2 separate regions of the Sus scrofa genome follow, and region 1 is linked to region 2. A link is a contact called in public HiChIP or PLAC-seq data. All regions are on one chromosome and are shown on one strand. The core of a region is the stretch at or near the end of the contact, and the rest is flanking DNA. Distances in the headings are between cores, read along the strand shown. Region 1 holds the start of NAA10 (N-alpha-acetyltransferase 10). Region 2 overlaps ZNF185 (zinc finger protein 185).

The links. HiChIP or PLAC-seq counts read pairs in DNA pulled down with a chosen protein or histone mark.
Region 1: an H3K27ac HiChIP or PLAC-seq map of alveolar macrophages shows a contact between it and region 2. The contact joins the promoter of NAA10 here to the enhancer-like site in region 2. A contact is called at or near these places in 1 of 5 promoter capture datasets (liver), 5 of 47 Hi-C or Micro-C datasets (embryonic fibroblasts, liver, mesenteric adipose tissue and 2 more) and 1 of 2 datasets of contacts at active chromatin or transcription factors (alveolar macrophages).

The regions. Positions count from the first base shown.
Region 1 is chrX:124,660,862-124,665,565 of Sscrofa11.1, forward strand. NAA10 (N-alpha-acetyltransferase 10) reads right to left here and starts at 1,883. Exons shown (of 8, transcript XM_013986517.2): 1 at 1,650-1,883; 2 at 1,083-1,181; 3 at 598-656. The coding sequence starts at 1,670. It overlaps RENBP (renin binding protein), which reads right to left. Exons shown (of 11, transcript NM_213900.1): 10 at 2,330-2,417; 11 at 2,096-2,242. The coding sequence ends at 2,169.
Region 2 is chrX:123,974,417-123,979,162 of Sscrofa11.1, forward strand. ZNF185 (zinc finger protein 185) reads left to right here. Exons shown (of 22, transcript XM_021079960.1): 18 at 3,833-4,030. Among named protein-coding and RNA genes, the nearest start is that of PNMA5, 22 kb to the right of the region's middle. Within about 2 kb of position 3,190, at least 27 of the 83 cell types and tissues checked have an H3K27ac peak or open chromatin away from gene starts, as enhancers often do. A contact at or near this core is called in alveolar macrophages, embryonic fibroblasts, liver and 1 more, where this site is marked.

The DNA.
Region 1 (4,704 bases), core at 633-3,132, 690 kb after region 2:
GATCCCTTGCCTGGGAACTTCCACCTGCCACAGGCCAGCCCCCCCCCCAAAAAAAGAAAGGAGCTCTCAAGCCATGGAAGCAGGTGGAAGAAACTTCAACGCACATGACTAAAGTGAAAGGTGGTTTGAAAAGGCTACACACGGGTTCTAAACATATGGCCTGGGAAAAGCAAAACTGTGGAGAGAGGAAAGAGATCAGTGGCCACCAGGGCTGGAGGGAGGAAGAGACGGCTGTGAGGAGCACAGGGACTTTCAGGGCAGTGACACTGCTGGGCCTGACACTACAGTAGGGGCACAGGTGCTGGGAGCCATCTGTCCACAGAGGGCAGAAGGCAGAGACTGTGGACTTCAATGTAGCAATGTCGCCTCACCACCTGTAACAAATGTCCCGCAAGATGTCAAGGATAGGAGACTAGAGAAGAGGGGAGAGGTCACATGGGAACCCTGGACTCGCCCCTCAGTTGCTTGTAAAGCCACAACTGAACTAGAAACCAACCAACCAGCCCACCCCAGGCACAGCATCCCGAGTTGGTGCTCCCCCCTCTCCCCGGCCCAGGTCAGGCGCCAGGCTTCTCTCTCCATCCTTTGGTGACTCACATTTTGGCCAGGACGTACCCCACAATCTTCCCATTCTCATCCTCGGCGATGTAAGAGAGCTGGGTGACAGCAAAGAGAAGGCAGAAAACAAACGCCTGTCAGAGCCGGAGGCGCCCTTGGCGGACACCTGGCCCGACCGCCTGCCTCTTACCGTGTGTGTGACAGACGGCAGCCAAGCACAGGCGGGGAGCTCAGTGACAGTTCCTGAGCTCTGGCCCAAGTGGCTTGGTTTTCCCGCACCACACTGTGCCCTGGTCCCTAACCCAGAAGGGGTGGACAGGCACAGAGGGGATCCCTACCTTGGCCCTGTTCCTCCGCCCTCTTCAGGCACCTCTCCCCCCCCCCCCCACCCGCAGACACTCAGGGCCTGTTCACCCCTTCGCCCCGCTAGGGTCTTGACGACCTTGCCTGCCCCTCCCAAACTGACCCAGGCTGGAATTTCCTTGGTCTGGTTTCCGCCATCCCTAAATGCAAAAGCTGCCCACCTGGGGCCAGGAAAGGCCGTGGTAGAAGTAATATTTCATCTGGTAGTTCTCCGGCAGGCACAGGAGGTTGCAGTGCTGCATGTTCATCAGGTCCTCTGGCTGCGGGGGAGGAGGGCAGCGGAATGCGGTCAGGCCAGGGGCTGTGGTGACTAAGTAGGCCTCAGACCTGTTACAACTCTGCTGGCTGTCTACTCACCCCCCCACCCCACCGGGCTGGGCGGGCGCCGTGACTATCTGTCTCTGCACAGGCCTGGCTCACAGCCACTGCGCAAAAACTGACTGTTCCAGGAATGAACGTGAGCGCCAGGAAGCTCCCAGACACCATCCAGCTGCGCCCCGACGTCCCGGAAAGAACGGGTTTGCAAGCCCCGGCCCTGCGCCCCTGGCCTCCTATTCGCGTAGGTCCAGTCCCACCGGCTTAGTGGCCTTCACTGTGCCGCGCCGGTCGGCCGCTGGCGCGCAGAGCGACTGGCCCGGGGCTCGGCTGGGCCCCTGGGGAGCATGCGCACGCGGCCACCGGGCCCCGCTCCCACGCGGCGCGGACAGCCTCCGGCCCCGGCCCCTCACCCTCGCATTGCGGATGTTCATAACGGCGGCGGGGCTCGTGGCTCCCAGCGGGTCGTGAACGCGCAGTCAGCTGTCGCCGCGCTCCGGAGCGTCGCCGGAGCTGCCAGGGCACGGCTGGGACTGGAGCTGGGTCCGGGATCGCGGGGGCGGTGGCGGAAGGGGCGGTGCGCACCGGGCCCGGCCACCGGCCGGAAGTGCGCGCCGCGGGCCCGCCCTCTCGGCCGCTTGGCCAATGCGCAGGGTGGGCCAAGGGCGGGGCGGGGCCTCCCCGCGGGGCGTGACGAGGCGGGGTCTGGTCGGGCCAATGACCTGGCGGGCCCCGGGCCTTGTTGGCAGGGTGGGCGGGCCCAGCGCGCGGGGCGGGTCACTGTCCTGGTGAGCAGGTGCCCTCTGGCCAGCGCGGCGGTCTCTCCCTTCCCGAGACCCAGAGACTCTCGCACACGGGCTATGGTGCAGGCTCAGCTTTATTCTGCGCTTCGGCGGGCGGGGTCAGCGGGCGAGGACCGGGCGCCGTAGAGCCTAGGCGAGGCGGCTCAGCAGGGCGCTCAGCATCTCTTCGCACATGGCAAGGCACCGCGGCACGTGGAAGCAGCCTGCGCAGAGGCAGGACGGCGGGTTGGGAGGGCCAGGGGCAGCCGAGCGCTCCGAGCCCCTGAAGCCCTGCCGTATCTCCCACTCACCTTTAAAGGGACCCCCCTTGATAGTGAGGGCAACCTTCCCCTCTCGGTTCAGGTAGCCAAACCATTCCCCGTACTCGGGATCACGAAACTGCAACAAGGAGGAAGTGACAGGTGGTGCCTGCAGGAGCCGCCCCGACGCCACAGGCCCTGGGGAAGGGGCGTTCCCTGTCCCCACTAAACCGCTCCACAATCAGTGCTCCTAAGTGAGTCCCGGACAAAGGTGAATGCGAGGGCTTTTCCTTTTCCTTTTTTTGCAGGTGGGTGGGAGTCTGCACCTAGATAACACTGCTTGGGAAAGAGGCCACAGGCTGTGAGATGAAACCTTGCAAGTTGGAATAAGAAATTCTCTATCATGATTGCGCTGGTGGTGACAGATATACACATTGTCATGTCTCAGTGAACTAAATGCTTACAATGGATACGTTTTAGAGTATATAAATTGTACTTCAATAATAACTGATTTAAAAGAAGGAAACAGGAATTCCTTTCATGGCTCAGCGGTTTATGAACCCGAACCCAACTAGTAACCATGAGGATGCAGGTTCTATCCCTGGCCTTGCTCAGTGGGTTAATTGGCAGATGCGGCTCAGATCTCGCATTGCTGTGGCTGTGGTGTAGGCTGGCAGCTGTAGCTCTGATTCGATCCCTTGTCTGGGAACTTCCTTGGCCCTAAAATGCAAAAAAAAAAAAAAAAAAAAAAAAAAAAGAAGAAAAAGAAACAAAGAAAACATTGATGATGGAAGCGCCCAACCCTCGTGTAACTTTATAACAAGTTACTCCCTAGGAGGTCCTGGTTCCCTGCTCCTCCGAGGCCTAATCTTCAGGCCTGTCTTCCAGGGAGATGAGATGGTGGGCATGTAGCAATGACATCTGACTCCGGCCCTGCACACCACAGGTCTCAAACACACTCCCCCTCCCCTGGAGCCACCCGAAGCCTGCCCCTGCCCCACAGCTCTGTTGATGCCCTGGGACTCCCTTCTCTCCTGCCCACATCCCACCGGGCACCTATCCCGTGGAGGCTTCTCCAGTTCCTTCCCGACACTCCAGTATAGACCTCAGACCCCTGGTCTAGGCCCTTCTCTTTCCTTTCCAGATAAGAGACTTGAGCAGAAGCCCTTCTCAGAAGGCCCAAGGAAGAAATCAACGATATTGAAGTCCCCTATCAAAATGTCGTCCTTGGAGTCCCCATCCTGGCTCAGTGGTAACAAACCGGACTAGGATCCATGAGGACGAGGGGTCGATCCCTGGCCTCGCTCCGTGGGTTAAGGATCCGGCGTTGCCGTGAGCCACGGTGTAGGTCGAAGATGCAACTTGGATCTGGCGGTGCTGTGGCGGAGGCCAGCAGCTGCAGCTCCAAATAGACCCCTAGCCTGGGAACCTCCATATGCTGCGGGTGCGGCCCTTGAAGAGACAAAAACAAAGACAAAAAAAAAAAATGTCTGTGTAAATGGGCGCCTGTGAGTTGGTGTACTCTTTTTTTTTTCTTTTTAAGGCCACACCTGTGGCAAACGGCAGTTCTGGGACTAGGGCTCGAATCGAAGCTGCACCTGCCGGTCACAGGCACAGCCACACGGGATCCAAGCCACATCTGCGACCTACACTGCAGCTTTCGGCAACGCTGGAACATTAACCCACTGAGCGAGGCCAGGGATCGAACCTGCGTCCTCACAGAGACAAGTTGAGGGAGTAAAATTTGTTCTGTATGTACTCGGTCTCTTTCCAGGGACATTGCTCAGTCCTTGTTTTTCGACTCCTTGATCTGACCCAGGAGGAAAACAAAAGATGAGTGTTTGCCCTGTCTGTAATGTCTGAATTTCTGCTTTTTGTATAGTCTGTTATGATGCTTAGTGAATAATGATTGACCTGTTGGCTATAACTTTTGCGATGGTTTAGTGACATCGCTACCTCTTTCTTGAAAATTTATCCCTTAAATTTCACTTTACGGCAGTTTCCATTGTGGCTCAGTGTTTAGGAACCTGACTAGGAACCACGAAGTTTCGGGTTCGATCCCTGGCCTTTCTCCGTGGGTTAAGGATCTGGCGTTGCCGTGAGCTGTGGTGTAGGTCGCAGACACGGTTCAGATCCCACGTTGCTGTGGCTCTGGTGTAGGTGGGCGGCTACAGCTCCCATTCGACCCCTCGCCTGGGAACCTCCATATGCTGTGGGTGCGGCCCTAGGAAAGACCCAAAAAAAAAATTCACTTTATGCAGTTAAAACCAATGGCCTCGAACGCATGTTCTTTGCAAATGCTTTCAATGCTAAGATACATCTCCTCGGGTCTCGTGGCCCGCATGGTTGGAAGTAGAGACAGGCTCGTGCAATAATTGGAGACGCCTCTCTAACTGCAGCATCATATGAACACGTTTGGGATTTCT
Region 2 (4,746 bases), core at 1,940-4,439:
TAGATTCTATAGCCTTTGGTCAGAAGGAGAAGTTTTGACCTCTGAGATACGAAGGCAGGCTGAGTGCGGATGTAAGTCAGATGGCAGAAGAAAGAATGAGCAGAGTAATGTGGGCGCCTTTATTTGTTCTGTGAATTAATGAGCCACACATTCCATAGTTACACCAAATTTTACTTAGTGATTAGCTAGTGTCAAACCATGTGCTAAGTGTAGGGCATACAGACAAATAAGACTTTGTCCATACCCTCTATCCCTGATAAAGTGAGATGGCAGCATATTAGAAGAAGCATGTGACTTGGCAGGCCTCATGGAATCACGACAGGAGAGGTGACAGTGGATGTTCATCTTGAAGTTTTTGAGGGTATGAAAGAAGGGTCCAGGAGTAAGGGAATCTCCTGTGCTTAGAGAGTTGACAGTAAGGAGAACTGTTTGGTTTGATGTGGCTGTAGTTTATGGACAGAAGGCGGTGGAGGAGTTGATGTTGGGCAGATGGTGTCCAGACAGGGGTTAACCTAGCAGGCCTGAGACTGCTCTCCTTATTAAGGCCTGCTTGCAAGCTGGGCCCTTGGCTGGTCTCTTGGAACTTGAAAGAGTGAACAGTTCTCTACAGAGATAGGAACCTCCCCCTAAATGATTCATGACGAGGCTGATGGCCTAGATTACTTGTACAAATGATGTGTTTTATGGTGAATCTCTGCTTGTCTTCTGGGATTTGGGAATTTGGGTACATTTTAGGCAGAAAGCACTTACCTGACCAGCTTCTAATAAAAACCTTGGGCTATGGATGAAAACACTGCACTTTCCTTTTGCTGATTTTGCTTGCTATCCTTTTATGGTAATAAATCTTAACCAGAGGAGGACTATGTGCTGAGTCCTGGGAGTTCTAGCAAATCACTGAACCTGAGGGTGCTCTCAGAGACACCAACACACCACACACTGTATCAGTGTAATAAAGGACAAAAACTACATTATCACAAGCATAGATGGGCAGGGTCAGACCCTTATGCCATAATAAGGACTTGGACTTTCTCCTGAGGATAAAGAGGAGGTAAGGAAATTTGTTTTTATTTTATTTTTTTTATTTTATTTTATTTTATTTTATTTTTGCCATTTCTTGGTCCACTCCCGCGGCATATGGAGGTTCCCAGGCTAGGGGTGGGATCAGAGCTGTAGCCACAGGCCTACACCAGAGCCACAGCAACGCAGGATCCAAGCCGCGTCTGCAACCTACACCACAGCTCGCGGCAACGCCGGATCGTTAACCCACTGAGCAAGGGCAGGGACCGAACCCGCAACCTCATGGTTCCCAGTCGGATTCGTTAACCACTGCGCCACGATGGGAACTCCTGTTTTTAAATTTTAAAATACGTATAACATAAAAATTACCATCCTAACCATTTTTAAGTGTGCACTTTAGTGGCATTAAGTATGTTCACAGTGTTGTGCAACCAATCTCCAGAACTGTTTCTACCTTGCGAAAGCCGAACCCTGTCCACATGAAACAACAACTTCATATAAGTGGAACCGTGCAGTATTTGTCTTTTTGTAACTGGCATCTTTCGATTAGCATAATATCTTGATGGTTCATCCATGTTGTAACATGCACCAGAATTTTATTCTTTTTTAAGATTGAATAATATTTCATAATCTGGACATACTACATTGTGTTTATCCATTTATCCATCAGTGGACATTGCCACAGCCACAGCCTCGCCAGAGCTGAGCTGCATCTGCAACCTACACCAAAGCTCACAGCAATACTGGATCCTTAACTCACTGAGAAAGGCTAGGGATTTAACCTGCATCCTCATGGATACTAGTCTGGTTTGTTACCACTGAGCCACAATGGGAAATATTGGAAAAGTTTTAAGCAGTGCATTGATATGGTCAGATTTGTACTTTAGAGTTCTCTCTGTGATGGTGATGAAAAGAATGGACTGGAAGTGGGCAGGGTGCAGGTAGGGAGAAGAGCTAGGAAGTATACCAGTCCTCCAGATAAGAAGTGATTTTATGTCTAAGTCCGTTGAAGTAGAGGATAAGGGATTTTTTAAGTTAAGTTGGTAATCCTATCCTGAGGTAAAAAATTTTACACATACATAATATACATCTGTACATAAACATGGAGACAGACTTGAACAGAGATCTTAGGGTTTAATTCTAAATCTTCAGCCATGAGTCAGGTATAAACACAAATACAAAACTCATTGGTTTATATAAAATTGGTGCTCCTCTTTGCCACACTTTATATTTTTATCAGAATTGTGTTTCTGGCAGATGGGACCAGTTGCGGTTACCTGGTCAACATGAAGCCTACGCTTTCTACTGTACAATTTTTTTTTTTGCCCTGATATATAATCTTATGGTGATTGTAGACTAAATTTTGGGTGAGGCACGAAGCAGAAACCAAACAGCCAATTGGGGTGTCTCCAAAGCTCATCTACCTGGAGGCAGATATTGGTCCTAGACACTAGGGACAGAGAGGTCCTTCAGCACAGATATTTTGGGATATTGCTAAGCAATATATTAGCTTCCGTGGAGAGTTGACAGGGAGAAAGGAATGAAGAAATGAGAAGAGCTAGTGCACACAGCTTGGCTTGTTGCCCGAGCTTGCCTGTTGCAGGGGGAAGAGAAGCTTCAGGATGGGGGATGGGGTGTTTGAAGTTTGAAAAGACTTTTTTTTTTTTTTTTTTTTTTTTTTTTTTTTTTTTGCTTTAAACGGGTCCCTTAAGTGATGAGCCCTGGCTTCCGCTGCTACTCCATTTCCCTCGGAAGACTTAGTGATAGGAAGTGTAGCGGTAGCTATGCCATGAGATTGAGCTGCGCGAATGGCGGCTGGGGGGCGGGTAGGTTGTCAAAAGTACATCCTGAGTGCTTTTTATGAACTGCAAAGGACCCTCACCCTAGACTTTTCTTCTGTTTTCAAAAAAGAATGAAAGTGCTATGCCTCGTAAGGTCAACTACTTCGCAATAAAAAAGACTGCAATAAACAAAGCAGCCACAGCAATACTTCTGCGCCTGTGCGTGGGTGCCCAGGACTCACGTGCGCTTGCGTCCCACACGAGTGCGGCTGCGCGGGCCGCCATTTCCCGCAGCGGCGAGCTCGGGTCGCAATGACCGCTGGGAAATGGGACGGTCAATAAAGAAAATGGCTGCTGTGAGCAAATTAGGCTTAGGCAGAGCTTATTCTCGGCCTGGCCCGTGCAGGCCAGCAGATGGCGCGCGAGGATCACAAATGGGTTGGGCAGCCCTAGCCTGGCTTGGTCAGGAGTCCGGGTTTTCAAGGCCTTTCCCCCCTCCCCCCCCGCGCCTTGTAGGGTCAACAGCCCGATTGAGAATGTCGGAAGCCGAACATTCTCCTCCGCTTCAGGCGGTCCCCACCCAGTCCGCCAAGGAAGCTGGGGTAAGAGACCCTTTCCCAGAGAGCTGGGCTCCTGCTGGGCTTTCGTGCAGGACCCCTCTGAGCACTGTGGCCTGGGGAACAGACAGGGTGGCTTGGTACTTTTTAGGGAGGACAGATGAACTGCGCCTTGGAAGGTTAGAAGAAAGGAGATATGGCAGCAGGACGCAGGGGAAGGACATGTCACTGTTTCAGTCGAGGAGAAGATTGTGTTAAAACCTCCTGGAAGTCATTATGTGTTCTTGTCGGTACTGCTGACAAGGAGAGGAACTGTCCCACAGGTGGGGGCCGTAGTGGACTCCTCTTTGGCAACCCCTCCCACCTCATCTGGGAGAGGAACCTGCCAAGGCCTCGGAAGCAGGTATCAGTTTGCAGTAGGTGAGCCAGGGCTGGTCCCACGGCACTCGCTCCATAAGGGTGCTGGTTCTTCCACAGCGACTTGGCTGGTTGTGAGAAGAACGTGGTCACCAAGGAGGGAGAGGAGGCCTGGCAAGGGAGGCCCGGAGCCCTAAGAGATGGCCAGGGAAACCCAGCTGTGCCCACCCAGCAGCCTGCAGATCCCAGCACCCCAGAGCAGCAGAGCAGCTCCAGAAAACCTGAGCAGCTCCTGGAAGTGGACAGCCAGGCCAACAGGTAAGCGCTATGCTGGGCGTTTTTTCAGGGGTTGCAACCCAGAACAAATCTTAACATACTGAGCATGCCAGTTACCTTATGTAGTTGTGACTGACTAGCGACCAGTTGAAGCTGACCGGCAATGAGTACCCCAGAAGTAGATGTCTTTGAGCATCACTTTGGTGCCACAGCATCAAATATGTTAGACCAAGTCTGGCATAGAGAAGGTGCCCAGAGAACTATGAGTTAGAACTGAGACGGTCAGCTCATACCTTGTATTGCTATCATTCTGATATATCTGCTGCCTCTTCATTGTTGATATGCTCACATGGTTGTGGAAAGGTCTTCTGCTGGGGAGGGAACAGTTCACTTGAGACCTAAAGCACAAGGAGGAGCTGGCCGGGCAAAGAATATGGGAAGAGCCAAGGAAGCAGCATGTCTGGAGCCCCATCATCCACAACATTTCACCTCCCGCCTGGAATGTATTTTTACCTTGTTCCCTCAGCTCTGCTGTCCACTTGGCTCCTGTGCTGGGTGTGGATCAGGGGATGCTCAGTAGTCACTTCTCTTCTCCCTTTCTGGTGCCCCCATCTGTCTTTCAGGTTTCTGTGGGGCCTCGCATCCCAGCCACTACACCTCCTCCAGTCTCCATGGCACATTCCGGTGTCCTAGAGTGATATAGGAATAGGCCAGGGTGACTGGGCACATTGGTAGGGTATCTCACCCAACCTAGGGTG